Linked DNA regions of Mus musculus: region 1 is linked to region 2. The links are chromatin contacts, called in public promoter capture Hi-C maps. All regions are on one chromosome and are shown on one strand. The core of a region is the stretch at or near the end of the contact, and the rest is flanking DNA. Distances in the headings are between cores, read along the strand shown.

Region 1 (5,697 bases), core at 2,770-5,269, 1.3 Mb after region 2:
ATCTATGGGTACTGTATGCAAGTGGTACAAGACACTCAGCAGGCAAACATCCAGATATAACACAGACATATGCATGTGTTCGTGTTCGTGTGTGTGTGTGTGTGTGTGTGTGTGTGTGTGTAATTTTTTTCCAAGGGACTCAGAGTTGATGTGCTGTTGTATAGAGGCCAAGGGCACAGGGAAACATTCACTATGGCACAGGACAGTCCCCTCCTCTCTGCCTCCCAATGGTAATGGTGCTAGAGGTGAGATGCCTTAATAGAATCCAACGTACTCTGACAGATGAGGGAACTGAGGCTCAGAAAGAGACGGGACCAGTGTCACAATGCCAGCTGGAAAGTGTTAGAACTAGAACCCGAGGAGGCTGTGTGCCAGCCACACTGGCCTTCAGACACTGGGAACATAGTCAAAGCCAAGGCCACAGCTAGTGACAGGCTACCGAGGCTGCTGGATTTCAGTCTCTGGGCTCTAGAAGCTATGCAGTTGGACTCTGTGTCTCTGACAGGCTTCCACTGAGTTCTCCAAGTTGCAAGGGGCACCTTGGCTATGTGTTACTAATTAACCAAAGGTGTGTGTGTGTGTGTGTGTGTGTGTGTGTGTGTGTGTGTGTGGTGACCTTAAGGTGCAAATGTCCTGCCTGAGGCTCAGGCAACTCTCATTCCTCAGGTACCCACAGTCTAGAGCCTGCTTTGGGTGATCCTGGCCCGGTCAAGGTCAGAAGGCAGGAGAATAGTACAAACTAAAACCCAACTTGGCAGACAGCACAGGGATGGGGATAAAACTGGGCCACCACTTCAAGGGAATGCCGTTCTTCCCCCAAGTGCAAGAAACTATTGAAACTCTTACATGCAATGGCTCCCCTCTGCCAGCCTGCATAATTTCATAACAATCTCCTTGTCCCTTTCTCCAAAGTCCCCAACACGGTCTCCAAGTGAGGGCCAGACACTAGGCAGCAGGGTGGACCTAGAGCCATGAAGCATCGAAACAGGCTGCGTACTTTTCCATCCACTGTGGTGGAAAGTCACTGAACTTGTAGGAGAAAGCCAACATACCAGGGAACAGAAAACCAGGTCTCCATCATGACTCCGCCCCCCCCCCCAGAGGGCACCAGAGAACTAGGGGGGTCTACAATGACCTCAGATATAGGAGAAGGTCCACCCTGACGCATTCCTTCTGGTGAAGCCTTAGTGACTCCCTGACTGTCTGTTCCCCCACCCCACCCCCCTGTAAGCCCAACAAGTCAGGAAATCACACATTCTTCAGGCTGGGCTTCAGCACTTTCTGCCCCAACGCCAAGGTCCAGCAGGTGCACTCCAGCTCTGACAATGAACAGAGCTGTCTGTGTGTGTGTGTGTGGGGGGGGGGGTCGTCAAAGGCAGGGCTGGGGCAAAAGCCAAAGCTCTCTGGGTCACCCAGAAAAACTGCTTTGTGTATGAGGGTGTGCATCTATCTCTCCCCCGCCTCCAGGATCTCCTGAATTCCTAGGGGAGCCTCTGAGCTCCCCACAACCTCTGCACACACTTCTCAGACTGGCTTGTTAGCTTAGCCCGGCTCATCTTAGCCTCTACCCCTCCTCCGGAAACTGGGCTTGCCCCTCCTAGGACCTTCCCAGAGGCCATCAGATCATGGAGCTGTCCATCTAGGTGACTCTTGAAGGCCCTGGCCTGAGTTCTGGGAGCCTTCCTTCCTCTCTCCTTTCCTGGTTCTATGGCTGGGTGTTCCTCTCCTTACATGGGAAGAAAGAAGGAGAGAGGGTCAAGGCTCTGCAGGTCTCATGAATTCTGGCAAGTTTTCTTCCTGTAGAGATTACTTTCCATCAGTGAATACTTCTTACAAAGCTACTGTGTGCATCTGGTGAGGTCTACTCTCTGAGGAATGCTAAGATGCGGCTACAGCTCAAGGGAGACATAAAGCTCACCTAGAGAAGCCCCCCCCCCCCACACGCACACACACACACACATACACACACGCGCGCGCACACATGCATACATGTCTCCTGTCGGGTGTGCTCTGCAGCATGCAGATGTCTTCAGAGCACCCACCTACTCATAAAACTTTATTTATCACTAGGGGAAACTAAGGCAAGAAAAGCAAATCCCTTCCCCCTCCCTGGCAACCCTGCAGGGTGGTAAGAATCCAGGAGAGGCAATAGTAATTAATGTTTTCAAATGAGACCCTTTGAGGAGTGAGGAGGAAGTCCACTAGGTGAGTGGAAGTCTCTCACCCTCCAGCTCAGGCGAGGGACAGGCTGTCCACTTCACCCAGCACCCTGCTCTTCCTTGGCTATACAAGAAGTAAGATGAATAATTATAGTTTTATATACTGGATTAAGAAAGAAGTTGCTCCAAGTAGGGGCAGAGTGTGAAGGCATCTGGGAGTGTGTCCACAGTTTTCTGGTGCTAGCTTTCAAACGTCCTTCCTGATCTTCCAGGGCAGAGTCCTGTCTACTGGAAAAAGAACTCACCCGTGTCTGGTTAACTCACGATGGTCTGGCTCTGTTTCTTCCCTGTGCCAAGTACTATGGATACAGAAGGGACCGCAGGTCCTGCCTCCCTCCTGCTGTCAGGGGAGCTTACCAAGGGGCTGGTAGGGGTTTGGCAGACTTTCCTAAGGGGATTTGGATTCTATTTGAAAGTGCCCTCACCTTGCACACTCCTGGACGTCAAGGGAGCAACTGGCTCCTGCCAGTCAAGGGCATAACCAGAAAAGGACCAGCAAAATGGCTCAGTGGGAGACTGTGCTTGCTACCAAGCCTGACAACCCAGTTCAATCCCCAGGCCCCACATGACCCCTGCAACTTGTCTTCTGATTTCCACATGTACCCCACTACCAAGCACAATAATAAAGAAATATAGTAATCTTTTAAAATGCAGAAGCCCCTGGTCTAAGAGACCATGGCTGAGGCCCACCACTGTGCTTGGGTCAAATGCTTTAACCTTTTGGAGTCACCTTTCTTTCTTCAGCTACCATCTGCTTGGTTTTTCCCCCCGCGGAAAAGTGAAATTGGGGTGTCCATGTCAGCCATGATGGCTGCTTTAGGATCCACCCAGTCTCCCCTCTCTTCTTTCTGGCTCTGGGGGAAGGCGCGGCTTTCTTCTTTCCACCAAGAATTTTGTGGGCTCCAGTGCTCTGCACCTGTAGGCTGCAGCCCACCCACCTCAGGGCATAGGCTCCTCAGTCTGGGTTTTGAGAGTGCTGGGATGGGCGTCAATAAGGACCCGGCCTGACCAAACAGAATGAGACAGGAAAAGGGAAGGGGAAGGGGAAGGGGAAGGGGAAGGGGAAGGGGAAGGGGAAGGGGAAAGGGAAGGGAAGGGAAGGAAAGGAAAGGAAAAAGGAGGGGAGGGAGGGGAGATGAGAGAAGAGAAGAAAAGAAAAAGGAAAGGAAAGGAAAAGAAAAAAGAAAAGAGAGGGGAAAAAACCCCAGCTTCCTGTGTCTGGTTACCCTCTTTATCAGGGCGCAGAGCTACCTCCTTGGGCACAAAACTGTACCACCTTACCCGCACACTATCTGACTGGTTCATAGCGTGCGTCTGGCGAGAGGAGGCGGGAAGTACACATATAAACATCGCTAAAGCTTAAGAATTACTGTCAAATTCCATCCCAGGACTTTTTTTTTTTTTTTTTTTTAAGGGATGGAGAGCCAGGATGGGGAGGGTGTCTGTTTCGTTGAATAATTAAGAGAAAAACTGGTACTTAGAAAGGCTGGGGAAAAGGCCTCCCCTCTTCACGTGGGCTCGGGGTGCGCGGGTGCAAATGTCTGCTTGGCAGTTGCCTGATGCACCACCGTCCAAGAGCAAACTTTCAAGATCCGTCTTCAAGTAGCACCCGGGCTCCGTGGCTCAGTGGCAGAGAATAGGAGCGTGAGGACGGGGACCCGTGGGGGACACTGGCCGGGAGTTCCGCCCTCGGTTACCTGAATTCTGAGGCTCACTGGCGTCCAGTGGATAGGGCGTAGAGACGCAGCAAGAGCAGATCCGAGACGGGCTACTCCTCCCAGGCCAGCGCGGGCCCCCAAGCGCCTGGGAACTGCACCTGGAGAACCCAGAGCGGCGCGCCCTCCTGTCGCGGGTCCCCGCCCAGGCTGTCCCGGCAGGGGCGGGGCAGGGCGGCCTCTGGGAGGAGCCGAGCGATGGGCTCTCCTCCCAGCTCCCTGGCCTCGCCAGGCCTCGTGCACCGAACCCTAGACCTCTTCTCCTTCAAAGCTTCCCGCGTCCCTTCAGCCTCAGGTGCCCCTTAGCTGAAATTTGAGGTACACAAGGTTCTCTTTCTCATCCTGTACTCTCTGGTAGGTACTCTACACTACTCCTACCCTTAGATCTGAGGTCTGGGAGCCCGTAGGCCACCTTGCAGCTCACTGAAGGATAGGAAAGCAACTGCCTGATCCCATGGTCCTCTCCTCTGCTGAGAGGCCCCCGGCTGATGATGGCCCCTGCCATCAGACCACCTAGAACAGTGGGTCCTTGGAAACCCTTGTCCGCAGGCTCGGTGTCTCTGGTCCTAGGTTCCCAGATTGGAAGATGTTAAGCATGGCCCTCTACCAGCTAGTGGACACAGAGAGAAGAGATGAAGGGACACAGAAGACAAAGAAACCCGGCTCTGGGAAGCTGGAAGCTGGTTCTTCCAGGTGCTGAAGAACAGCCCAAAGCCACTTCCTCCTTCTCCCACCCCACAGCAGGCAATCAATCTCCAGGATCAATCTGGAAGGCTCCAGTGAGCAGTGGGCAGACTCCGTGGTCCTCCCTGAAGTTGCCTCCCTTTTGCTCCCTGACCTGCCTTGCTGGCAGGTATGCACACCAGGAAGAATAGGAGACTGTCCCAGACTCTAGTCAACTCTGACCTTGAGCAAAGCTCTGGTCCCTTCTAGGTCTGTTTCTGAATGAAGTTAATGTGATGTGTTGGAACAAATCTCTCTCTCTCTCTCTCTCTCTCTCTCTCTCTCTCTGTCTCTGTCTGTCTGTCTGTCTGTCTGTCTCTCTCTCTGTCTTTCTCTCTCTCTCTCTCTCTCTCTCTCTCTCTCTCTGTGTGTGTGTGTGTGTGTGTGTGTGTGTGTGTGTGTGTGTGTGTTGGTTGGCCAGTGAGTCTCAGGGATTCACCTGTCTTTACTTCCCAGTGTTGGGATTACAAGCATAAATTACTAATTCTTGGTTTCTTTCATTCTCTCTCTCTCTCTCTCTCTCTCTCTCTCTCTCTCTCTCTCTCTTAATCTGTGTGTCTCTGTGCCTTGTGCCCACAGAAATAAAAACACAAAAAGGCGCTGGGTGTTGGATTCGCCTGGATTACAGGGTTGTGAGCCACTGATGTGGGTGCTGGGAACTAAATCCTCTGCAGGAGCAGCTCTCGATGGAGTCTTCTCTCTAGCTCCCCACCCCCTTCTAAACATGGACTGTGGAGATGGAACACTCTCTTCTTGTTTGAAAGGCAAGCACTTTACCAACTGAGCTGTCTCTCTAGCACTCCCAGATCTAATTGCTTAAGGGGAAAGTGTCTTAGCCACGTAGGCAGGCAGGCAGGCATCCTGTGCACACCAGAGTTTGACAAGTGGGTGGAAAATGGGTTCTCTGCTGAGCTCGGCCTTGAGTGAATCCACTAGATGGAGATGCAGATCTCTGCTTTGTCTTCCCAAGGTTATTGGCAAAGGCTTCCCTCCATCCATCCCCCACCTCCACCCCCCCCACCCCCACCCTGCCCAAGCAG
Region 2 (5,873 bases), core at 217-2,716:
GGAGAATCATATAGAATGAGAGACGGAGCAACAGAGAAGCCAGAGAAAGATGATGGTGGCTCTTCTTTAAGATTTAAAAGCTGGGACCAGAGAGGGAAAGCTACTTTCTCAAAACCCCACAGCCTATGGCTGGAAGAACTGCATGCCTGTGTCCTCACACTGAGGCCAGCTTTTTTCAGTTACATTATATTCCTTCTTGTTTTTTCTATACGACAACGCATTTCCCCATCAACCTGCTTCCTGCCCCAGCAACTCTTTGGCCAATCTGGGAACTCTCTTCTTGAGAAAGGTTATTAGCTTATAGATTTAGAGACTAGGTGTCTCAATTTGATTTTTTTACAGATTAATTTTATTTTTAATTACATGCATTGTATATGTCTCTGTGTGTGCACATGTGTGTACAAGGGCCCACAAGACCAGAAGATGGTGTCAGATCCCCTGGGGCAGGTGTTATAAGCTTTCATGATCCATAAAACAGGCAATCAAACTCTGGTCCTCTGCAAGAGCAGTGAGTGCTCTTAACTGCTGGGTCACCTCTCCAGACCCCAGATGTCTCAACTTAAATTGAGCTGCTAAGGTGGTGTTAGAGGAATGCCCAATTGCCTTCTAATAAATATGATAACTTGTGCTTCCTTCTAAGGCTGTGTTGGAAACCCCGACTCTCCACCAAAATACCCTAAAAACAGAGATGTTAGGAGAAAGGTGGTCTTGTGAAACAGTGGATCTGGAAAGTCCCATAAACTTAGGACCCATAAACTTAGACCTCAGTGTACCTGAAGCCAGGAGGTGCAGGAAGGTCTGGCTGCATGTAAGTGAGCACTGGCCGGCGGAAGGTTCAGCACACATCCCGAGAGTGTCTCAGACCCAAGAGTGTCTCACCCAGCAGATGAGGGATTCCCGTCAAGAGCTTTCAATCGGAAGCTCCACACTTCCAAAAAGCTGAGTCGTCACCTTGGCTCCCTACCCCACCCCCCTCCCTGATGGGGTTTCTGGCTGTCACCGGGAGGTCCAGAGGCTCCTTTCTTACCATGGATGGTGCAGACACCACTGTACTTGTGTGGAGTCCACTCTCCGGGTCATCTCTCACCTCCTCCACCTCCACCTTTCAATGCTTCTGTCCTTCCTTAAGCTGGTCTTTGGATTGAGATTTCCTAAAGGGAGATGAAAGTGCTTCAGCCATTCTGAGCCTGGTTTGATCAGTTGAGGCTAGCTGGCCAGTGGACACCAGGCATCTGTCTGTCTCCACTTCGACGTTGATGGGACTACAAACACACACAACCATGTCTTACTTTGTGTGTGCTTCTGGGGATGGAACTTAGGTCCTCATGCTTGTGAGACACTCTGCTGACTGAGCCATCTCCCCGGCCACCAATAGAACATTCAGAGAAAAAATTGCCACACCCTGCCTACCGAAGATGGGATTCGTTATACCAATATATAGTATTTCAAGCGATGGGTAACTGGAAAGTTGGCCTGGTTTTGCTTGGAAAAGGTACATTTGTGTGTATTTTGTTAGATAGATAGATAGATAGATAGATAGATAGATAGATAGATAGATAGATGATAGAGTATTCTGATAATCTAACATGGTATTGGTCATGACTGTTTAAAGTGAGGCTGTGGGTATTTGAACATTTCTCCTTTTACTTGTATATATTTTCTTGAGTGAGTAATAGCACTTTTAAAAATAAAAAGCAACTTTTTATGTCTAACTTTTTAATCATCTTCATTCTAAACGGTCAATCCATACTGTCACGGAAAAGAAGCAATTTTACAAAACACATACTTTGAAAAAGAAGGGGACTGGCTGTGCCCATTAGAACTCAGCCAAGCTGAAGAACTCTGCAATGACAGTCCTCTGCAGGGCACCAGTGGCCTGGAGGAGAAAGCAGCCCTGTGGGCACAGCCGGAGAAGGAAGCTTCATCTCGGACATCATTTCAAAGGAATTCTTCTTTAAGCACAGCACCCACAGAAGAATCCTACAAAAACTCCATTTTCACTTAGTTCCGGCAGACAGATGACTGAGACCAGCCTGGGAAGAAACTCGCTGGGCGCCCAGCAAATGCGGTGGCTGCTGATGAGCTTGACCAGCTGGGAAGTGAGCTCTGCCCCATCACCTACCCTGGGGAGCTAGGCAGCAGCTGATTACATCCTCTGTCCCTTTCTTGAATTCCCACTGTGGACAGATCTCTGGGCTCAGTTCCCAGTGTGCTTTGTCTCTACTAGGTAAAAGCACCAAATATTCGTGTGTACTCGGAGGCCGCAGAGATGCAGTGTGACCCACGGCTGTGGATTAACACCGTATGTTGGTAACTACCTCTCCTGGGCAGTGGGGGGTAGATTCCACTCACGCGCCCCCTCTTTTTGAAAGTTGGGTTTCTCTTCTGTTTATCTTTCCTTTCAGGACACCCCGGAGCAGGAAACCCTCCTACTCTTCCATCCTCAGCCGTTTGTGTGGGCTTCCACGTTCTGTTGGCCGCCCCCTGGAAAATGCCTCGCTTGTGCTGTTATTTTTTCTTTTATGTTGAAGTCTCCTGGGGTCCGCTTGACTCTTGTAGTTGGTTAGAGTCCAAGTATAGACTCCTCTGCTTGTGACTAGAGGCAGGGCAGTAGGGTAAGGCTGGTGGGAATCAGGGAGAGGGGGCTTTTCCACATTTTAGAAGATAATATAATAACATGGTTGAGGTTGAGATAGAAATACTTCAGAGGAAGCGTGACTATGAGACAGAGGGAAGAAGACAGATCCCACCATCCCACCAACTGATGGCTGGTGGGAACTCTGCTCCCACCACCCGCACTGCTCACCCTAGCCCCAACACCAGACACCCTTCCAGACTGAGTAAGGCTAAGCCGCGGACTGGATCAAGGATTGGAACCTGCCTACCAGAAGAAAGTCAGAAAAGTGTCTATAAGGGCAAGATTGGGTTTCCTTTAACATGAGAGGGATATGGTGTGGGGCAGGGAATGCCACCCTGTCTCTTCCTAGGAGGTGCTCCTGTGAGCCTTCCCCCGGGCCCTGTCAATCATGCAACCTTATTTATCATACATCAGTCAGGTGCTGAGTCCAATGTGATAAGTGGAGAAACAGAGGCACAGACCAATTAGTTTGTCCAGCATCTCCTACTAGGAAGTAGAAGACTGCACAGCCCATGTGACTCATGCTTCGGGGCTTTTGCTCTTCAACTGGATGCCAGATGTTTGAGAAGATCAACGATTACCCAGGTGTTTCCTGGGTTTTGTTCCTGTTGCCTGCAAATGTTGTCTATGATCTGACTCTCCAGCAGCTGGGGTCTTCCAGCCTTGGGAGCAAACAGAGGACGCCCCAGTGTCTTGAGTGCGGTCACTTGCATACGTGGCTCCCACTCTCAGCTGAGTCCTGTGGAGGGTTCACAGGCAGAGCAGTCATGGAGATGAGTAGCCTCGCCTCCCAGGCCCAAGACCAACAGCAAAGCCACAGCTGGCTGAGGTGTTTGGAAGTAACGTTTCCCCTCAACTGCACAGCCCGGATTTAAGTTCTTGAGACTTCCTGAGAGGCCACCCTCTTGGAGCTTTAATCCTTCCCCCAGTGTCCTTCCTGCCACCTGTAGTCTAAACTTAGTGACAAGCATGCCTTCCCCAACCACTTTGGCAGGCCATCCTGCTGCTTTTGAGCAAGCATGTGCTCCTTCATCAGGGCCACCTTGAGAGAGAAAGCTCGAGTGGGAGCCAGTGACAATTATCTTCCTGTGGTTTTTTTTTAATTTTTCATTGATTCTATAAATAATACACAATTGGGAAACTGTACATGTCTGTCTATATCTATATGACAATAAATAACATCCTTACCCCTCGCACTAGAAGGCTTCAATGTTTTTATCCAGGCCTTTGTATATTTGTATATATTTGTATTTGAATACTCTTTTTTATTCTGACAGCAATAATAGCTTACTACCAATAAAAACTTTATCGGTTTTTACCCCCCAAAAAATATTAGATGAAAATGAACAAGAGTTATCTTAAAACTCAGAAGTAACAGTGAGCATTTTGCTAGGTTTCTTTTCAGTTGTTTTTTTTTTTTTCTATTTATTTCATGTCTACTTGGTTGACATCATGACAATTAATTCTTTCTCCCCCGTCTCTCCTCACTTATTTTGGGAATTAATCAGCCACCACATTTTGTTTCCAAACCATTTCTGCCATTTCCCAACACAATATTCCATCATTCCAGTGTACTGTAACTTGATCATTCCTTGGTTTTGGACAGTTAGATTAGAACGCCTGCATTTCCCACCCAACCCCCCCAAATTATGTAACTCGGTGGTGTTCATTCTTATCCTTTTAGACAGCATTTAGATCTACTTAAGATTGATGTCTGAGGCTGGGGATATAGGACTGATTATCTTGTAAAAAGCAATGGATATTTTTAATCACTATGACCTTTTATATAAGAATATTTTCCAAATAAAGCTTGAGACATTTTACTCGCCCTCCTCCTGGGGGTTTAAGGAGTGGGCAGGCAGCATTCTTGATGTGAGTGAACCCAAGTTCAAAGATAGAAAATAAATTGGGTTGACTGGAGAATTGTGGTCTAAAGGGAAAAGTCAGAAAGGAGGAGGGGGTGGGGTATGAGGCTCTGCCTCCTGTGGAGGAGGAGCCTCTTGGATGGGTTATGGGAATGACAGCCTGTTAGGGCTTTTCCCCAGATTTAGTGGGGAAGTCATTTCTTCCTCTGCGCCTTTTCCTGAGCAGCTGACTTCTATCCACTTCTCTGAGGATGCAAGACTGCGGCAGTTGTACCAGTAAGCCCTTGAGGTGGCCTGGGTCTCCTTAACCATGTCATCATCTGAGATATGTGAGCAGAGCAAAACCCCGTAGGAGCAGAGAACCTTCAGGATCCTGTACCTAAGTTCACAGCAAAGCCCCCAGAGATGAAGCAACTTGTCTAAGAAGTGACTCATAGGGAGTTTGTCTCTGCTTCTCCATTCTTGTGTGGTGATAAATAAAAATGGCTGAATTTAATTTGAAGGTTCAATCCCTTCAGACAGGAGTCTGTGTGCACGTGCCGTGTGCCCATACCCTTGCTAAGTGTCAAGGGTGGGGCTGTCACAAGGCTGCCGACTGTGCTTAGGCAACTGCAGTCATCTGGTACAGAAGGCTTCGGTTCCTGCTTCTCAGGTATGCGTTACCAGGGTGAACTCTTGTCTTTACTAATTTTCTGATGCTCTCAAAAGAAGTCAATCAACCAGAAGTCTCCACCTACATGGGCTCCAATTTGTCTGTGTGTGTGTGTGTGTGTGTGTAAAATGACACCTGATATATGTTACAAGACACCCAGGGTCCAAAGATTAGGAGCCAGAGGCCTTGTACATTTATTTTTATTTACAATGAAGCACAGGTTCCATGATGTTGCTTGAGTTGAAACTTAGGGCTTCAAATGAGACCTTTTCATTCAGTCATACTGAACCTTTCCTGAGAACAAGGATATACACTTACACACGTTTATATTTTTGGGAGAGTATTTTTTATACAAGTTTTATAGTATAGCCAAGCCTTGGCCTCCTGAGTATTGGGTCATGAGTCACCACTTCCAACCTGCTTCTGTGCCAGTGGACTGATCAATTAAGGACCATGCCTGGGCAGCAAGCACTAGCTAGGAGCAGTATGCAGCACTAGATCCCAGGGAGATAAGAGCTAGTGAAATGGCTACCCTCCACATCTTATGGTCTAGTTATAGATACCTGGCTGTGTCTAAATAAACAAACAAAACCACAAAGCACATTTATAGCACAAATCTAATGGATAACCTGTATAGTGGAAGAGAGAAAATGAGATTAATTTCAAATGAGTTAAATGGGCACTAACTGCTATGGGCAGTGTCACTAAAATTCCTTCC

What was found. Promoter capture Hi-C pulls out the DNA fragments that hold promoters and counts their contacts.
Region 1: a contact with region 2 is called in a promoter capture Hi-C map of pre-B cells, with 8 times the contacts expected there. The contact joins the promoter of Paqr5 here to the promoter of 1700036A12Rik in region 2. A contact is called at or near these places in 1 of 39 promoter capture datasets (pre-B cells) and 1 of 115 datasets of contacts at active chromatin or transcription factors (large pre-B cells).

Annotation. Positions count from the first base shown.
Region 1 is chr9:62,022,771-62,028,467 of GRCm38.p6, forward strand. It overlaps Paqr5 (progestin and adipoQ receptor family member V), which reads right to left and starts at 4,020. Exons shown (of 8, transcript NM_028748.2): 1 at 3,917-4,020.
Region 2 is chr9:60,766,443-60,772,315 of GRCm38.p6, forward strand. 1700036A12Rik (a long non-coding RNA gene) reads left to right here and starts at 1,467. Exons shown (of 2, transcript XR_001779187.1): 1 at 1,467-2,302; 2 at 2,406-3,834.